2 separate regions of the Sus scrofa genome follow, and region 1 is linked to region 2. Evidence: chromatin contacts called from public Hi-C data. All regions are on one chromosome and are shown on one strand. The core of a region is the stretch at or near the end of the contact, and the rest is flanking DNA. Distances in the headings are between cores, read along the strand shown.

Region 1 (2,929 bases), core at 181-2,680, 40 kb after region 2:
GCGTGGGAAGGGGGAGGAGGTGTGCGTTCCGGGGCCCCGGCGGCGGCGGCGGCCTTTCGGGGGCGCGGGCCCGTCCCGTCCTCGCAGGCAGCCCCTTCCCTGCCCCGGACCAGCAGACCGGGCGGGGCGGGGCTGGGCGGGGCAGGTACACCCGGCAAAGCAGCCACGGGGCAGCGGGGGGCGGGGTTGGGGATGGGGAAGGGCCCGATCTTCGGTCATCCAGTGAGACGGGGCGGACCGGGAGGTGGCTCAGTTCCCCGCCCGAACCCAGGGACTCTCTTCCGAGCCCTTGAGAGAACGCGGGGCACGGCTCCGGGTTACGGCTGCAAGTTTCTCTTCCTAAATCCCGGCGGGACTCCCCGGATCGCCGCTAGCTTCTGCTTTTCGCGGATCCCGGCGGCCAGGTCCGGGGGAGGAGCTGCAACGGGTCCTCCCCTTCCCCCAGCCGCCCTGGGCGGAGACCCCAGGCCGCGCGGCCGGCGAAGCGCGGAGGGGTTTCTGGACAGCGGGAGGTTGGGGCGCTTCCCTCGCGGTGGAGCCGCGACGAGCCCCTCGCGCATCTCCCCCGCGTGTGCGCGAGGGTGGCTCCCTGTGGTCCCCGAATTCATTCCCCCCACCACGCGGGCAGCGCGGTCTCTGCCTCCTGCAAGGTGGTCCTGGCTTCTCTAGATCCCAGGCCCGGAGGCTTCTCCGGGACCGCGCCCCCTCTCGGCAGGTACTAGGCACTTAAAACCCACTGACGTCCTCGCCGAAGCAAGGGCGCCTACCCGCCGCCAGGAGGGCAGGGTGGGGGAGGCGGGGGAGCGGCACGAGATCCGGGAGGCAGAGACTCGGAGACGCGCAGAGCCGCCCCTCACACCCCGGGGGGAGCCGGGGGCTGGGAGGCCCGGCAGCTGGAGGAGGAGGAGGAAGATGGGGGTGGACTTCCTGGCGAGGGGCGGGGGGCAGCGACGGGACCCCCTGTGTGTTTCAAGCAAAACAAACAGTGAGCAGGATGAGCAAGCTAGAGACGCAAACTAAACCACGGAGATCCTGTGCTAGTTTGCTGGCGCCGCCACAACAAACCCCCACGGACCGACCGGGGACGTGAACAACAGAAAGGCACTTCCTCCTCACAGCTCTGGAGGCGGCAAGTCCAAAATCAAGGAGCCTTTTCAAGGCCTCGCTCCTCGCCACGCAGGTGGCTGTTTTGTCCCTGTGTCCTCGCATGGGCTTTCCTCTGTGCCCTTTTACGACTGGCTGAGGGCCCGCACTAAGGGCCTCATTTTACCTGGATCACTTCTTGAAAGGTCCCGTCTCCAAATACAGCCACTTCCGAGGCGCTGGAGGCCAGCGCGTCAACAAAGGGATTTAGGAACACAGTTCCGTCCCTAAGAATCCCGTTTGCAATAAAAATGTCCACTCCTCCTCCTCCTGGTGTTTTTCCTTTCCTTTTTTTTTTTTTTTTTTTTTTTTTTTTTTGGCTTTTTGTCTTTTCTAGGGCTGCTCCCGCGGCATATAGAGGTTCCCAGGCTAGGGGTCTAATCCAAGCTGTGTCTGCGACCTACACCACAGCTCATGGCAATGCCAGATCCTAAACCCACTGAGCAAGACCAGGGATCGAACCCGCCGCCTCATGGTTCCTAGTCGGATTCATTAACCACTGAGCCACGAGGGGAACTCCTGTTTTTCCTTTACTTTCACACCACGACCACACTCATCATTTTTTTCTTTTTTTTTTTTTGGTTACACCCCTTCCCCCATGGGAAGTCCCATGGGCCAGGCAGGGATTGAACCCGCGGCCACAGCAGTAATCAGAACCACAGCAGTGACAGTGCTGGGGTCCTTGACCCTCTGTGCCACTAGGGAACTCCAACCACTGGACATTTCTGACACCAGACATGTGTTTTTGTCTTTCCCCGTAGCAGGCTGTCCTCTGAGACACCAGCCGTCAATCCTTCCATCATGGCTAGGAAAAGAGCATGCAGTTTAGCCCACCAGAATGATCCGTTTTACCCTCTTCCATCAGAGTGGTGGCCTTCCGCTCACCTCGGAACTGCTGTCTACAAATCGAGCAGCCCTTTCTTGGCCAGTTAAGAGCTGTTTCTAGGGCGCTCACTGCCCAAGTGGTGGAATCCAGCAGCTGCTCACACAGGGCTCAGAGAGAGACTCCTTACTCGTCGTGAGGATCTCCCAGGCAGCACCGTCCTCTAAAAACCATTCCCATTTGATTATGGAACTCCGCTGGGCTCGGCCATCCCAGTAGAGTCATTCTCTGACATCACCCTAGACACCATGGGTATTTCAGGTTTTAAGATCACTTTACGCCCTTCAGTCCTTGGGGGAGCTTCACCTGACTGCTGGTAACCAGCGGATGAACCTGGAAACGCTCTAGTTCAAAGTCCCAGCAGTCATCGCTAGGGGGCGCTCACGGGCTCTTGCCCTAAGCCTACGTCCACACTCCATGCAGGACTACGGCACACAGAATTTGCCCCCCAGCACCCCACATTTCTATCGCAGCCTGTGCAGGCTCCAGCAATCTTACTGGTTCCCGGTTAGCACCTCCCAGGAACACTGTCTGAACGGCGGTTTTGCAAGCCTGGCTTGCAGCACTGGTTAGAGAAACAGTCCCCAGTCAGAGTCAGTCCCCAGGATGGCAGGCGGGCAAGAGGCACGACCGCTTGACATAAAGCCTTTTAAACAAACACTCCAGCTTCCACACTCTCATGAAGTCTGGCACCTTTACATTCTGCTCTATCAATCCAGTGGCAGCCAAGTCAGGGCTTCCCCCATGGGTCCTGGTACCATGCCGCGTGGGCTCCTTTCCCAAGGAGTCCCAGGAACTTCCTGTCTTGACCCTGTTTCACTGACTCCTGTGCAAAAGGCCTTGGATCGGAGAAGATTCTGGGAAGATGGTGACGTAACAAGCATGAGGGATCTGTTTCCCCAC
Region 2 (3,089 bases), core at 144-2,643:
GCTGATGTAGGACTGAGCAAGCCTAGGAGGAAGGATTATCAAACAATATTTTCCATGTGGCAATTGCAGTCCCGGTAAGACCAGCAAGGCATCAGGGCAAGATGAGTTCATAAGTAAGCAGAGATCAAAAACCTAAACTCTGGAGTTCCCATCATGGTGCAGCAGAAACAAATCTGACTAGGAACCATGAGGTCGCAGGTTCGATCCCTGGCCTTGCGCAGTGGATTAAGGATCTGGCAGTGCCGTGACCTGTGGTGTAGGTCACAGATGCAGCTTGGATCTGGCGTGGCTGTGGTGTGGGCTGGCAGCTACAGCTCCAATTAGACCCCTAGTCTGGGAACCTCCATATGCCCCAGGTACAGCCCTAAAAAAAAAAAAGACAAAAAAACCCCGCTAAACTCCTTCAGTGCCCAGGTGGTACCATAAGACCAGAATGAGGAGGGACTTCCAGGTCCTCAAGAAATTATGTTTTGTTTCAAGGTGGTAGTTGCAGACTCCGTATTACCAAAGCTTGAGGATGTTTCAAGAGAAGCCAAAAAAGAATTTGATCTCTATGTGAAATAGCTAACTTTTGAACGTCGATAATTACAAGAAACAAAAGAATTCCAAACAACTCCAGCAGAAAACCTCTGCCGTCCAGCTCACAGGCCACCAGATTAGGAATGTACTTACCTCAGGAGCCTGTTCACAAGACAGCTGTCATGGATTAAGTCACTTATTGGGGCTTCAGGCACAGGAAACACTCAACAAATGCCAGCACCGGTATCCTGCAGCTTCAGGGAGCTTGAGTAAGAACACACCATTTTTAGTAAGTAAATTGCAATCTACCCTTAGATTGGCCTGCGAGTTGACTCAGGCCTTAAAAAGGACTTTACAAAAAAATACTCAGAATAATAAAAACGAAAAAAAAAGCATCATAGGAAGCAAGGAAAATGAAAACAAACGTGTACTAATTAAGACGGTGAAGCCAGCCCGGAGACAGGGCAATGCAGAGATTTAGCCTTAGCAAGAAGAGAGTGTAAGGGCAAATAAAGGGAGAGAAGCCAGGAAAAATAGGAATAATCGAGTAAACAGCAGAACAATGCTAACCACTGAAAACAGAGAAAGGAAGCCAGAATAAGTGTTAGATAGACGGGGCCCTAGAAATACAAAAATTTTCAAGAGAAATAACTAAGAACTCCCAGGGCAGCTGGGGACCAGGTCGTGAGAGCACATGGCCACCGGCCCGCCCACACCTGGAGCCGTGGAAACAACCCTGAGGCCCTGTTCCCTGATGCCACGCGGCTGCAGAGAGATGCGTTCGGTTCGGAGCCACCGGAGGCCCAGGAACCCCGGGCACACAATTCGGCGCGGCCCAGCTCCGCAGCAGGCGGAAAGCAGACGCAGGGAGCATGTCGCCCAGGCAACGAATCTACCCCGCCTCCCGCCACGAGAGACGCCGGTGATTGGCTGTGGCCCCGATGGTTCCGCCCCTCCAGGGTACCGCCCAGTCGCCCTTACCTGCGCGCTCCCGTCCGCGCCCGCGAGTGGCAGCCCCAAAGAGTCGGGAGGGTCACCCCGGTGCTACCTGACCCTGGTGTGCCTGAGTTTCCCGTCCGGCTGCTACATTTCAATTTCCGGTTTTCTCGTGGCGCCCGTCGGCACTGGGGCGACTGGCGGCGAGGACCGCGGGGCGGACACCTGGGAGCCCTGCGGGGAAACTTAGGCTGTCTCCTCGAGGGCCCTCCGCCCGAGAGCGCTGGCGCCCGGGTACCCGGGAGCGCGATTTCTGGTCAAGCATCTCCCTACATATCTTTTTTTTTTTTTTAATGCATATCATTTTATTTTGCCGGCTCCGCCCGCCCCGCCGCCCTGGCGGTGACAACGTTGCTTTTTTTCAATCAATTAATCATGTACTTAGGTCGGTATGGAAGTATGCATTGGCCGGCCCCAGGTCATATGGAGTTCCGGAGCCAGGGATCAGGTCCGAGTCACAGCTGTGGCAACTCTGGATCCTTTTAACGCAATGTGCCAGGCTGGGAATCGGATCTGAGTCCTGGTGCTGCTTAGACACCACCGCCACAGCGCAACATGATTATTTTAAATTGTACCCTTTAAAGGAGGGTGGGGTTATACTGCATTCCCCGTAGTCGCTCACCTGTCCCTTGTGTGGACGCCTTTTCTGCTGTGTCGAAAATGGATGCCCTGGTTGGCATTCGGAAATAAAAACTCTAGGCCAGGATCCTCGATCAAAGATCCACGGTCCTCGTTCAGCATGTTTCTTTTTCAAGGCCACGGCTGAAGAAATGCGCTCCAGGAGGAAAGAGTCCAGGCCTTACGCCTGCCCTGCCGGGGAATCCATCTTGCAACACAGGGATCCCGATGCGTTCGTCCAGCTCACTGGGCTGCCATTTGTCCTCCTACCGATCTCTTTTGTGTTTTGTTTTGTTGTTTCAAAAGTGGTAGTATACCGGAGTTCCCTTCGTGGCGCAGTGGTTAACGAATCCGACTAGAAACCATGAGGTTGCGGGTTCGGTCCCTGCCCTTGCTCAGCGGGTTAACAATCCAGCGTTGCCATGACCTGTGGTGTAGGTTGCAGATGCAGCTTGGATCCCGCGTTGCTGTGGCTCTGGGGTAGGCCAGTGGCTACAGCTCCGATTCGACCCCTAGCCTGGGAACCTCCATATGCCGCGGAAGCGGCCCAAAGAAATAGCAAAAAGACAAAAAAAAAAAAAAAAAAAAAAAGGTAGTATACCATATGCCGCTGACCTGCTCCTTCTGCATGTGTGCCACATATCTTAGAGATGTTCATAAAAAAAGGAGTTCCCGTCGTGGCTCAGTGGTTAACGAATCCAACTAGGAACCTTGAGGTTGTGGGTTCCACCCTGGCCTTGCTCAGGAACCTTGAGGTTGCGGGTTCCATCCCTGACCTTGCTCAGTGGGTTAAGGATCCAGCGTTGCCATGAGCTGTGGTGTAGTTCCCAGATGCAGCTTAGATACCGAGTTGCTGTGGCTCTGGCGTAGGCTGCCAGCTGCAGCTAGGATTAGACTCCTAGCCTGGGAGCGGCCTTAGAAAAGCCAAGACAAAAATTAATTTAAAAAATAAAATA

Evidence for each region. A called contact is a pair of places that touch in the nucleus more often than the background predicts.
Region 1: a Hi-C map of alveolar macrophages shows a contact between it and region 2, with 1.7 times the contacts expected there. The contact joins the promoter of MMP25 here to the promoter of ZNF205 in region 2. A contact is called at or near these places in 9 of 47 Hi-C or Micro-C datasets (alveolar macrophages, blood, embryonic fibroblasts and 1 more).

The regions. Positions count from the first base shown.
Region 1 is chr3:39,142,191-39,145,119 of Sscrofa11.1, forward strand. MMP25 (matrix metalloproteinase-25) reads right to left here and starts at 1,431. Exons shown (of 10, transcript XM_005662216.3): 1 at 1-1,431.
Region 2 is chr3:39,101,917-39,105,005 of Sscrofa11.1, forward strand. ZNF205 (zinc finger protein 205) reads right to left here and starts at 1,394. Exons shown (of 8, transcript NM_001243641.1): 1 at 1,236-1,394; 2 at 673-783.